Linked DNA regions of Macaca mulatta: region 1 is linked to region 2. Evidence: chromatin contacts called from public Hi-C data. All regions are on one chromosome and are shown on one strand. The core of a region is the stretch at or near the end of the contact, and the rest is flanking DNA. Distances in the headings are between cores, read along the strand shown.

Evidence for each region. Hi-C and Micro-C count contacts between places; a contact is called where the count stands out from the background.
Region 1: a contact with region 2 is called in a Hi-C map of fetal cortical plate, with 3 times the contacts expected there. The contact joins the promoter of ERG28 here to the enhancer-like site in region 2. A contact is called at or near these places in 3 of 14 Hi-C or Micro-C datasets (CD4 T cells, fetal cortical plate and liver).

The regions. Positions count from the first base shown.
Region 1 is chr7:148,866,962-148,873,368 of T2T-MMU8v2.0, forward strand. ERG28 (ergosterol biosynthesis 28 homolog) reads right to left here and starts at 3,588. Exons shown (of 5, transcript NM_001194135.3): 1 at 3,179-3,588. It overlaps TTLL5 (tubulin tyrosine ligase like 5), which reads left to right and starts at 3,612. Exons shown (of 34, transcript XR_013396464.1): 1 at 3,612-3,779; 2 at 5,411-5,581.
Region 2 is chr7:148,488,349-148,495,083 of T2T-MMU8v2.0, forward strand. No RefSeq gene overlaps it. Among named protein-coding and RNA genes, the nearest start is that of FOS, 15 kb to the left of the region's middle. Within about 2 kb of position 3,918, at least 37 of the 40 cell types and tissues checked have an H3K27ac peak or open chromatin away from gene starts, as enhancers often do. A contact at or near this core is called in CD4 T cells, fetal cortical plate and liver, where this site is marked.

The DNA.
Region 1 (6,407 bases), core at 2,338-4,837, 380 kb after region 2:
TGAGACAATGAGGGCCAGTCTATGTTAACCATAAGCAGGAAGGGAGGAAGAATGAAGCAGGCCAAAAAAAGATATTTAGTCACACTAATAGTGGTGAATGAACAGTATACTTTGCAATAAGTGGCATAATACTTGTCTTTGTCTAAGCAATTTCTGCAAAATATTACCCTAAATCAGAGCTCCTTTTTCTGGGTTGGAATCAGTCCTCTATCTTTACTTCTATACCTTCACGTTTTCATGCCATTCCTTTGTAATGCAAGTAGCTCAAAGGTGATTATAACTATACTCACAGACACCTGCCAGGCTATTGATGACAGATTCTTCCAAGCCTATGGAACTTTATACATTTGAGTGGGACTTATGGTGTGAGGTCACTATTTACATCCCTAGGTTTTCTGGACTCTGGTTCTCAGGTATACCATGCTCCATAAACTAGAAGAACAATCTAAAAGTTAAAAATAAACTGCTGTGTGTTAACTCAAAATAAAATCCTAAGCCCACCACGGACTGAACAGAGGCCCTCTTGGCCTAGGGGAACCCAGAAAAATCCTAAAACTGAGCCCCTGGCCATGACGAGATGGGAGGTCTCACATGCCCTGCTATATCCCTTCCTTTTTCAGGTTTAGAGACAGCAACTTACCAGCATTAAAGTTAAAATAGAGATCATAAGAATGACAGAACAGATTCTTTGTGCAATAAGGTACCAAATTATAAACAAGACCTAAGGCCATGCCAGGCAAGGGTTAAGTCACACACTCCCACATTTAAAGAATAAAACTTATATTCTGCCACAAGGTTTTTTTTCTCCAGCAGCTAGACAAGCACTGGCTTGAGATAAGCAATATTAAAACAATTACAGCTCATCCAGCTCACAGAGGCTGACTACATGACCCCTATTCCACCAGCTATAACTACACCTTTGATTGGACAAGAGACTGATTTTAGTAACTTTCTCCAGATAAGACCACCAACCGTGGACTGCTCCTGGCCAGTTTAGCAAGATCACACACTTGAGTGTCTTGGTGTCCTGAAAAGACTTTTTGACGCATAGAGCCTAGGCGTGATAGACTTAAATGTTAGGTCTCTACTTCAAAGTGAACAGGGGTCATATGTGGTTACACATGATTGTTCAATATGCACGTGTCAGGACCACCTTCAGGAATATTCATAGTTCCTCCTGTAAGCTGTTGAACATGTATGTTTAGCCAACCTGTTCAGCATAAAGCTCTACCCCAAACCCTTCTCCTTCAAAGCACCTGTCTCTGATCTTAGTGGGAGGCACTCTTCCCTGTTGGGTGGCTGTAACCCTTTGCAAGAGATAAAGCCTCTTTTCTTTTTCCAAATTTATAAATTGTGCCTGTTTAAGTTAACGTGTGACTTTAGGACTAGTAAGAAAATTATATAGTGAAGGAAACAGCAATCTTGGTGTTGGGCTGCAAGATAATAATAGGTCACAGTTCACTTACACCATGAACTGTGCCAAGCACCTAACACATATTACCATTTAATCTTCACAATGAGGTAGGCAGGCACTATTAATATTTCCATCTTATAGATGAGGGTTGGAACGGAGAGGTTAAACAAGTTTCTTAAGGTCACACAGCAAAGTCAGCAGAGCTGAGATAAGAATCATGGTCTGTTGGACTGCTGCAGTGCTACCTCACTGTTTGAGACTACTTTAATGAAGTTCCCATTTTTTGATTAAGAAAAGCATACCATATCCTCTTCTGTCTTCAAGTTGTATAGAAAATACAATTAGATTACATACTTTTTATTTTTTAATTTATTATTATTATTATTATTTTGAGACAGGGTCTTGCTCTGTCACACAGGCTGGAGTGCAGTGGCGTGGTCATGGCTCATTGCAGCCTCGAAATCAAAGGCTTAAGTGATCTTCCCACCTCAACCTCTCCACTTGGGCTCAAGTGATCCACTCACCTTGGCCTCGCCTCCCAAAGTGCTGGGATTACAGGTGTGAGCTACAGCACCCAGACTTTTATTTTTTTAAGGCTTAGATCAACTCTTGTTGAGTAGTAATTTCAGTTAGTCTGATTTAAATAAAACCAAAATAGATAAATAATCTAATAATGGAATGGCTTTTTCCCATCCTCATCACTATTTTCTCAGTCTATGGTTTATCTGTTGTCAGGTTAACCTCTTGGGCCTGAAGTGGTAATAAACTAACAGGCTTTCTTTGTCACTTTGGCAATATAAATTTCGGTATTGTTCTATGCTACCCAGTGAGATAGATATTAAAGTCAGCAATGGTCCAAGACAGTGTGAAACACCCTCCCCCCCCCAAAAAAAAAAGCAATAAAGAGATCTAGAGAAGGAAGGGTGAATTGATGAACCCTTCAGGGAGAGCTGATCACAAAGGTGGTCTCTGTCAGAGACTGAGAGTCTACTGGATATCATAGGCCATTATCACTTGGGCCAAGATCCACCTATCCTCTTTATTTTCTCACCCTCTCTCAAGAGGAGACTCCTCCGGGGTTTAGAAAAGCTGCATGAATGCACCTCTCCACTTTTCTGCACAAGTACGCCTTCCATTTCACAGAAGCTCTTAGGAATCCCAACAGATAGCTGATGAGGACAGAACCTGAGTACTTCTGAATTGCTCTGCCAATTTCTCAACCTAATTTCCCTAAAGCTTTAGGGCCTCCTAGAGTGTATATAACATCTATTTCCAAATTTTGTCCTGGCCCTGGCCCAGCCCAGCCAAGCCCAACCCAGCCCAGCCCAGCATAGGTGTGCTGTTAAAACTTAATCAGGAGAGAGGGATTCTTATCTTGGCCCTACCACTTAGTAGCTGTGTGACCCTGGGCAAGTCATTTACACTTTTCAGTCTCGGTTTCCTCATCTGCAAAATGGAGATAGAAATATCAACCCGAAGGGTTATTGTAAGAATCATATGAGAAAAAGTGAAGGCTCTTTGTACAGTGCTAGGCTTATAGTGGCTGCTCATTCGCTCATCCATTCCTTCTTTCCTTGAATTCACCAGCCTTCTCCATCTTCCTAGCTCCCCCTTGTCATCGCCTCTCGAACCCTTTTCCCCCCAAAAGGTTGCCTTCCAGGTATCTTCCTTCCATCTCACCTCTATTTTTCCAGATTCTCCGATCCTCTCAATCAGAAGCAACACAGACACCTACATCCCTCTTCTCCCCCATATTCTCCTTACCTGGCGACCGGACCCCCAGCACAGCAGTGGCAGCAGCAGCCGCCGCAAACAAGCTCCCCCAGGACAGCTCCAGCCCGGAGTCCACCTGAGCCATTTGTCCCCACCCCCTCCCTCAGCCCTGCTCCAGGATTGGGTCGTTTCCTTTAGTCCTCTCTCTGATTGGCTGTCCTGGTTTTGCCCGAGCAGGAGATGGGGAGTGAACCCCTTTACTGCCAATCAGCGGTTGCCGCTGCCTAAGCCTCTCCCCAGGTACGCCGCTCACGCCGTAAACCCTCCTGTTGGACCTAGCGGAACTCCGGGTTTGGAGTCAACCTCTTAGGGGCGGAGAAAAAAACAGCGGAAAAAAAAAAAAAAGACTTTCTGCTGAGGGCAGGGCTCTGCGCCCGCGCTTCGCGGCGGTGACGACATTCGCCCGCGTCCGCAGCTGAGCGTTATCAGCGCCTGCGCAGTGGCTCCCAGCGGGCGGTTGCTTGTTGGTTGTTGTAGTAACCGGGGAAGCGCCGTCGGCGGCTGCCCTGAGCCTTGCTGGGGAAGGAAGAGGGAGGTAGGCGCAGAGCGCGGTCCACGCCTACTCGCCCCGAACCATGGGAAGATGAGACAGGTAAAAGCCTGCGCCAGCGCGCATCCCTACCCTAGGGAGGAGCGTTCCCGGGTCCAGGCTGCAGCTGGCCGCCGCACTTCCCGCTCAGAGCCGGGGAGTAGCTGTTGGCTTCCGGGCGCGCCGCGTTGATTCGCGGCAGCCGAGTGGTCCTGTCCTTTCCGGGGGGAGCATCTGCGGACCTCCGTGGAATTGGGGTGAGCTGGGGTTGGGGCTGAGAAGCAGATTCCTTTAGGGCGAGGAGTGTTCTTAGGCGAATGTCTTTAATCTTCCGATCGACCTGTTTCTCCCCGCTCTGCAGGCAGCCTAGGAAAGGTTGGCATCCCTTCCCGTTTAGAGGTTTTGTTTAAACTTAAAGGACTTCCCAACATTTTGGGAAAGATCAAGAAATCCCCCTTGAGAATCCCCTGAAGAAAGCCATTGAAGTCGTTAGACATTGCCCATTGCGCCGAAGATCATTATCGGGGTCGGTTTTTTTGTTTTTTGTCTGATTTACAGTCTCATCGTATTTATGAATGTATGGAAAAGTTAAGAAGGATTGACAGCAAGTAATTATCGCTGAGTAATGGGATTATGGTCATTTAAACATATTCCTTTTCTTTATTTGTAGTTCCTATTTCTTCTTCTGACACACAAAACGACCATGTACTTTTTACTTTGGAAAAAATATTTTAAGTTAGAAATGCAGTGTTGGAAATTTTCCAATTTTATTGTCTATTTGAGAGTCATATCAAAGTTTGTGATTTTTAGTAAGGAAGAATAATTTTTAAGAGTGGAAGGGCATTCCCCCCTCCCCCCCAACCATTTATATGGACCTTTGATTCAAGAGAATATATTCATCTTTCGGTTCATTGTTGAATTTATTTTACGGGAAACATGATGGCATCTTGTCAGAGTGCTTGTCATAGAGTCTAAATAAATATTTTCAAGGTTTTTTTTTTTTTTTGAGACGGAGTTTTCGCTCTTGTTGCCCAGGCTGGAGTGCAATGGCGCGATCTTGGCTTACTGCAACCTCCGCCTCCCGGGTTCAAGCGATTCTCCTGCCTAAGCCTCCCGAGTATCTGGGATTACAGGAATGAGCCAACACACCTGGCTAATTTTTTTTTTTTTTTTTTTTAGTAAAGATGGGGTTTCTCCATGTTGGTCAGGCCGGTCTCGAACTCCCAACCTGAGGTGATCCGCCCGCCTTGGCCTCCCAAAGTGCTGGGATTACAGGTGTGATCCACCCTGCCCGACCTGCAAGGGTCTTAAACCTTGAGTTTTTATTTATTTATTTTTAACCCAGGCCAGGTTTGTCTAGCAAGGAATATATGTTTTAGGGAATCAGTCACCTGCCTCAGACTGCCCTGAAAGTGAAGAGTCTATCCTTTTGGTGCATATTCGATTTAGTAAATAATGAGAAACTCAAACTTAGTAACAGCTCTTCAAATATATAGAGCACAGACAGTATGTTTGAAAAAAATCTTGACTTTTGTGGCATATCGAGGCACTGTTATGGAAGATAAACTTCTAGAGGTTGAGCACTATTGAGGAATATAGTCATTCTCATTACTTAGATTACCAGCAATAACCGATAAATAGACAACTGCATTGTGTTTCAGGTCAGTCGATCTGATCAAGTTGATTTCTTGCAGGAATTTGTGCCATCCAAATTAGGCTTGATCCAGTGAATCTGCTAGGAAAGGTCTCTGAGGCCCCCGTCTGCTGACTGCATGACAAACCCTAAAGGAAATGCCAGTCGTGATGGCCCGGGACCTGGAGGAAACAGCATCATCCTCAGAGGATGAGGAGGTCATAAGTCAAGAGTAAGTAATAGCAAGCCTGCTTTTGACCTGTGCTTTATACTCTTTTACTTGTATACTCTTATATACTCTTCTCTTTTACCTATATACTCTTTTATCTAGTGTCATTCCTTGGGGATTATCTAACTCCGGTTTTAGCTTCTATCCATAATGTCATTTAAGGTCTTGTTATTCAGTCCCAATCGGCTATGAGAAATGAGATAAGGCTCTCTTTCTGGGCTCATAAGCGAACATCAGCTCTAAATGTTGTGAAATGCAGGTAGTAGCTTTTGGTGAATGAACTCTTGCTCAGAGCTCCCAACATAGAAGATTTTGAAATGTTTCAGTATTGAAGAAAAGCATTTCCAAACTCTGTGACACTAGTTATGTTTGCTAATTTTCTCAAAAGTCTTTACAATGATAAAATGGTGGTAATATAGAGAGGTCAGGTAACTTACCATAGTAACTCTGAGACAGAATGTTAGAGTTCTATGGCCTGTGCTGCGTCAATTGAACTACATTGCTTTCCTGAGTTCTTTTAGTTAAGAGTCCAGTTTCATGATTAATGGATCATCACAATAAGAATGAATGATAATAGCCAGGCGTGTTGGCTTACGCCTATAATTCCAGTACTTTGGGTAGCCTAGGTGAGTGGATCACCTGAGGTCAGGAGTTCAAGACCATCCTGGCCAACATGGTGAAAGCCCATCTCTAGTAAAAAAACAAAAATTAGCTGGGTGTGGTGGTGGGTGTCTGTAATCTCAGCTACTCAGGAGGCTGAGGCAGGAGAATGGCTTGAACCCAGGAGGTGGAGGTTGCAGTGAGCTGAGATTGTACCACTGCATTCCAG
Region 2 (6,735 bases), core at 2,668-5,167:
AGGCTTGAAACACGGGAGGCTTGTGGTTCTACCAATGGCTTTGTGACTATAGGAAGAGGAGCAGGTTTGGGGGGTAACAAGGTAAGTTCTATGTTGGACATGTTGAGTTTACAATGCCTGGGGAGTATCCAGGGGGAGATGTGGGCAGTTGGAACCACAACAGAGGTTCTATGATATGAGTTTATAGAGCTTGTCTGGAGGCAAATGGTTGGGATAGAACCTGGAGCCCTAAGGAAAATATTGATAATACCCAGTATTTCACATGTGCTTGTTCTCTGCCAGGTTGTGCTATGCACTTTACAGGCCATGCTAAATCAATGACTGATTTGCTAATCATTGTACCTCTAGCAACTGGCACATAATGGGCATACAATAATTATTTTGTTTAATAAACACTCTCATTTAGTCCATACAACAATCCCATGAGGCAGATATGATGAGTGTCGTCATTTTACAGATAAGGAAAACAATTTAGGAAAGGTTAAATAAGCTGACCAAGGTCACACAACTGGTAAGCAGCAGATCCGAGATTTGAATCCAGCTCTTTGTGACTCTAAAGCCCAAAGTGCTTAACTGCATTGCTAGAAAGTGAACATCTGCCCTTCAAGATGTGCTTATGTGACCTGGGGTGAGACTTCAGCCCCTCTGAGACAGTTTCCTATGCCAGATCAGGGGTGGGATTTGAAAATCTCTAAGCTGCCTTTCCATCTTCAAAACTCTGGTGACATCAGGAGACTGCTACGAAAATGCCCTAAAGTGCATACACCACATCATTCTTAGATGCTCGATGTTCTGGTAGCAACACTGTGGCAGGCTCTGCAGTTGACACTCCTTGCAATCCTCTCATGGAACCTTTTTAAGATAGGAGGCCTGAGCAGTGTGTACAGAGCCACAGAAGTGTACCAAGCATGGGGAGGTGGGAGCAGTCTGTTTTAGGGATAGGCAATGAGAATGTATTTGTGTTCTATTTCTGTACAACAGTTTACCACAAACTTAGCAGCTTAAAACAACACACATTTATTATCTCACAGTTTCTGCAAATCAGAAGTCCAGGTATAGCCAGATGCTTATCTAGCAAACTCCATCCATCTTCTGAATAGAACAGTATTGTGTTCAAGGTCTCGCAAGGGTGCAATCAAGGTGTCAGCTGAGCTGTGTTTTCAGCTGGATGCTTAAGTGGGGAAGAGTCCACCTCCAAGCTCACTCAGGTTGTTCACAGACTTTATTTCCTTGTGGCTGTGTTACTAAGAGCTCCGGTGTTTTGCTGGCTGTTGGCTGAAGGTTATCCTTCGGTTCTAGAGGCTGCCTTGTAAACTTCTTCAACATAGCTGCTCACATAATCAAGCCTGCAAGGAGAACCTCTCCAGCATGTCAGCAAGATGGGGCCATACACAGACAAAGACATCCCGTCACCTTTGCATTAAGAGGCAAGTCTCAGGTTCCACCTGCACTCAGATGGAGGGAATTACACAAAGGTATGGACATCAGGAAGCAGGAATTACTATGGGTCACCCTAGGATTTGTTATCCACAAGAGATCACATTATCTGCTTAGAATTTCAAACAAATAATAAAACCAAAAAAAGTTGGTCTGCCTTTTACCATTTTTCCTTATTTAAAACTTTATTCTTGATAAAGAAAAAATGAGAAAACCCCAAAACTTTCTTCTTTAATTGGCAACCTTCAAAAAAGATATTCACAACAGGACTCAGAGCAAGGGCAGAGATCCCCAAACAGATGGTTTTTCCTTAATTCCTCAGGCTGGAGCAGAGTTTAAACCGAGCTGGAATCACTCCGACTCTGGCCACAACCTAATCTCTACATCCTGGCCTCCATCATTGGCTGGAAGCTGATTTGCTTCGTCCAAGGGCCTAGTTTGAGGGCATTCATGGCTTCTGCAAGTTTGAGCATCACTTGCTCCTGGTGCTGGCAGTGCCACTCAGCCATGGACTGGAGCACCACTTGGTTTGGAGCTTGTACCAATAGGAGCTGTAAGCCACGACCTCGGTGAGGTCTGAAGACTCTAGAGCCTTCAGTTGGAGCATGGCCTTGCTCATCGGTTCGATGTAAGGGATTATGTATCCGGGTCTGTTGGGGGAAGGGGATGAGAGCTCCCAGGTAGGGCATCCAGGCCAGCACTGGTCACACTCAGGTCTTTGAGCAGTCTGCCTTTTAAATAAACACTATGAGCTGGCAATTCTAATGTTGTCAGTGACAAAGTACTTCTTCCTGAAAATATCTTTTGTTGTTTTAAGTTCTAAACATTTGCTGGGATTACTATTGAGTTTGAATAATGTAATACGTACCCTTCATTTTTAAAAATTACTTAAAAAACAGAGATAACACAGTGACTGTGAGGACTGAATTTGGGTTGCTTCTGTTCCATGTAACCATTTGGAGTTTTTGTGTTTCAAATTTAAAACTGTGAAGCAGTGTGATACAGTGCTTTGCCATGTTTTTATTTGACAAATGCACATTTTAGTTAATACATCAAATATTTTTACTAGATTTGAAAATTATCTTTAAAATAGATAATTCCTTTTGCTTATTTTATTTATTTTTAAAAGAGGGTCTCCCAGTGTCACTCAGGCTGGAGTGCAGTGACTGCAATCAAGGCTCACTGCAGCCTCGACTGCCCTGGCCCAAGATCTTCCCACCTCAGCCTCCCAAGTAGCTGGGATCACAGGTGTGTGCTATTATGCCCAGCTAATTTTTTTATTTTTATTTTTGTAGAGTCGGGGTCTCCCTATGTTGCCCAGGCTGGTCTAGAACTCCTAGGCTCAACTGATCCTCCTGCCTTGGCCTCCCAAAGTGCTGGGATTACAGGCGTGGACCACAGTGCCTGGCCCCTTTTGTTTATTTTAAATCTAAGGAAGACTCGAGAAAAAAACATTACATCAGTAGTATGATTTAGGAGTTGCACTACTAATACTAGGTAAGTTTCTCTTGTGCTGCCTGGAAATAAAAATAAACACTCAACACTAACTTGGGGCTCACAACATGCTTGACACTGTTCCAAACACACACACACACACACACTCATTTTAAAAGTCCTCATCTACTCTTAAAGGTAGGTCCTGTTAGTCTGGGACCCAGAGATCTGCTCAAGATCATCCAACTGGAGTGGCAGCGCTGAAATTTGAGTCCAGGCAGTGTGGCTTCAATGCCTGAACTCTTAGCCATTATAAAGGAAAAACAAAGCAAAATCAGTATCCCCAACAACCTTGCAGGCAGGGAGGCCCTCAGAAGGGACAGGAGAGGCCGGGCGCGGTAATCCCGGCACTTTGAGAGGCCGAGGTGGGCGGATCACCTGAGGTAAGGAGTTCGAGACCAACCTGGCCAACGTGGTGAAATTCTGTCTCTACTAAAAATGTAAAAAATTAGCCGGGTACGGTGACGCGCACCTGTAGTTCCAGCTACTTGGGAGCCTGAGGCGGGAGAATCGCTTGAACCCGGGAGGCGGAGGTTGCAGTGAGCCGAGATCGCGCCAGGGCACTCCAGCCTGGGCGATCGAGCGAGAGTCCATCTCAAAAAAAAAAAAAAAAAAAAAAAGGAAAAGAAAAAGTAGGGACAGGAGGGTTTCCTTCCGTTCCTGACCAGCCCTTGCTGGCCCCTGGGCAGAGGCAGCGCCGGCTTCCAGGAACCTCAGGGAGGGACGTTTGGGAGTGCTCTCTCAGCGTCCCCTTCACCGCCCTCTCTACACCCTTGCCGCGCTCCTGTCCTCGTCCGCCAGGCCAAAGTTTCTCCTGGCCCTTCCCAGCTTCCGGCCCTTCGCTCCAGGCCAGGTCGCAGGGCCAGGCGGTGCCAGGAGCTCGCGAATCCTCTGTTTACTGTTTGGTTTCCACGGTGACACGTAGGCGCCGTCAGCGACTCCCGTCACCGCCCCGCAGCGCGGTCCCCACCCGGCGCCGTGACGTCGGCCCTCCGCTTCCGCTCTGCCCATATTTGGCTCAGCCACTGCGCAGCCGGCCCGGGATAGGCTGAGGGCGGGACTCCCGCCGCGCCCCGCCCCCGGTTCCTGCCCCGCCCCCTGGAATGCTGGGCAGAGGCTCCGAGCCACGAGACCCCCGCCCCCTGCCCCGGGACCCACCTGGGCGGAGGCGAGGGCAGGGGCGCTGGGGGCCCAGAGAGAGGACGCCGCGATTGATGGATGAGCTGTTTCCAGCATTCCTGTGCGTCTGCTGGTTGAGGCTGCAGTCAAGATTTGGGGCTGTCTCGTTTGTTGTGGGTGGGTGATCTGGGATCACGATTTTCTCACTCTGTGCCCGGAAATCATGCCATCCCTCGCCCAACGCTGTATTTTATAGGCTTCAACTCAAAATTTTCCTTCATGGCGCAATGGAAAGCTTTGAAGACCGCGGTTCTGGGGTCAGCGTTGCCTCTCGGGGGATAAGTGACCTTGGGAAGGCCACTTGCCTTTTCCTGGCCTGATAAAATGAACCGTGGGAGTGGTCCATAATGGTTGCAGCCTTGTCATCAGACTTGTGAGGGACTTCCATCACCCACTAACCACCCCCTCCCCAGGACATAACTGGAATATCAGTGAATTTCTTTGAGCATGGACCCCTACAGTTCTGCCCCCTGTGGTGACTGGATTTGTGTGTCTCTGCACCTTGCTCCTATTAGGCGCTTAATGAACTTTAGTTAACTGATTATTGAATGAATAATACGAATCACGTTCATAAATCCGGACCCCTGCAATTCCTCTTCCAGGCCGGGGGGCGGGGGCGGGGAGGGTAGGGGATGGGGGAGAATATTGCGATGATTAATAATCGCGCGGCAGGGTTGCTGATGTAAAGCGATTTGCAGATCTAAAGGGCAATAAGCATTCCTGGGAGAAATCCAGCGAGATTCCAGAAGTCTCTGAGGGAGCCGTGGGTGTGTACCGCCGGGCCCGGAGGGCGGGGGTGGGGCAGGCAGTGCCGCAGTGGCCACTGCTGGGGAGCCGATTGCAATTGCGAGGAGAAGCGTGGGGTTAATCCTTCAAGACGCCTGTCGCCATCCTCCCACCCCCATTCCTGCCCCCTAGATTCCCCAGTTCCTCTGGCTGAAGGAGTGTGTGTTTTCTAGAGTTTCAGAGCTGGAAGGCACATCGGAGACTTAATCTAATTTAACCTATTTCGCCAACAGGGAAATTAAAGCTCAGAGAAGTTGGTTCAACCATCCAAACTTGCACAGCTAGTTAGAAACTGATAAAAGTCAGGATATCTAGCTTCAAATAGTGTTCCACATCGCCTAGGTGCTTCTAACTTCCTGTGCTTCAGAACCCTGTTGCCTGGCTCAGCTGGTGGGTTGTACATTTAGGCTAAATATTGACTTCAGGGCTCTTAAAGAATGCCATTGTCATGTCTGCTGCCACACGCAGCCCTCACCATGACACCAGGGCCTAGGGGGATGGCCAATAATTGTGTACTTCCTAAAGCCTCAAGCACTCCTCCTTAGAGGGCTGGAATGGTCACCCCTGTCCAGGGAACAGGAGTTGGCTGTTCTGAAACTAGTCTTCGTCTAGCAGTTGGTCACTTTTCACAGTTACCCAAGCCTTGCATTAAACTTTTCTCAGCCAAGACTACAGCAGGAGGCATGAGTAGCCCTAACCCTTTTCTGCTGTTTGGAAGTCTTCTCAAGGCACACGGAGGTTCCTTGCTGGGGGTGGGGAAGAGTGCCTCTTTAATGCTGCTCTCTTTGTCTTTCCCCTTTCAGTCTCACCCAACTTCCTCTTAACTGGGGGTGTTTCTTCTCTAACTTCTAGGCTGAAAATGAAGGCAACTCGGACTAAGAAGACGACTGCTTTCCAACTGCCCTCTGGCCCTGCAGCCCGCGGATTTGAGGAAGGAGCTGGGATCCTTCCCCTTGCTCCCTGGTTGTTCTCGGAGTTACAGCAGCCCCGCGGCAGCTCTGCCTCCTAGTGCACATGTGAGGCAGCGCGCCCTTCTCATCCAGAAGCCTCCTCGCGGTGCTGCCAGCAAGGGAGTTTTTCTGTATTCACTCCGGTGGAACAAGCGAAACTTGACAACCCCAAGCCAAACCAAAACACACGAGCCATTGTAGCCTTTTCTGTCTTTGGTTTCTTTCTGAGGATCTGGTCGATTTGGATGCAGAAAACATGCCTGTTGCTGCTGCGAAGTCTGCTCTTTCTCTTCCTGCTATCCGAACCCTGCCCCTCCTTTCAAATTCAGGTCAGGTGCGGTGGCTCACCCCTGTAACCCCAGCACTTTGGGAAGCTGAGGCAGACGGATCACTTGAGGTCAGGCGTTTGAGACCAGCCTGGCCAACATGTTGAAACCCTGTCTCTGCTCAAAATACAGAATTTAGCTGGGCAAGGTGGCAGATGCCTGTAATCCCAGCTACTTGGGAAGCTGAGGCAGGAGAATTACTTGAACCCGGGAGATGGAGGTTGCAGTGAGCTGATATCAGGCCACTGCTCTTCAGCTTGGGTGACAAAGTGAGACTGTCTCAAAAAAAAAAAAAGCCTATTTCAAATTCCACCCCTTACCTAAACACTTTTCCTGACTTTCCTTTCCTATGCGTCTTTTTTGTTTTTTATTTTTGAGCTGGAATCTCACTGTGTCACCCAGGCTGGAGTGCAGTGTCGCAATCTCCGCTCACTGCAACCTCCGCCTCCCGGGTTCAAGCAATTCTGCCTCAGCCTCCCGAGTAGCTGGGATTACAGCCACCCGCCACCATGCCCAGCTGATTTTTTGTATTTTTAGTAGAGATGGGGTTTCATCATGTTTGT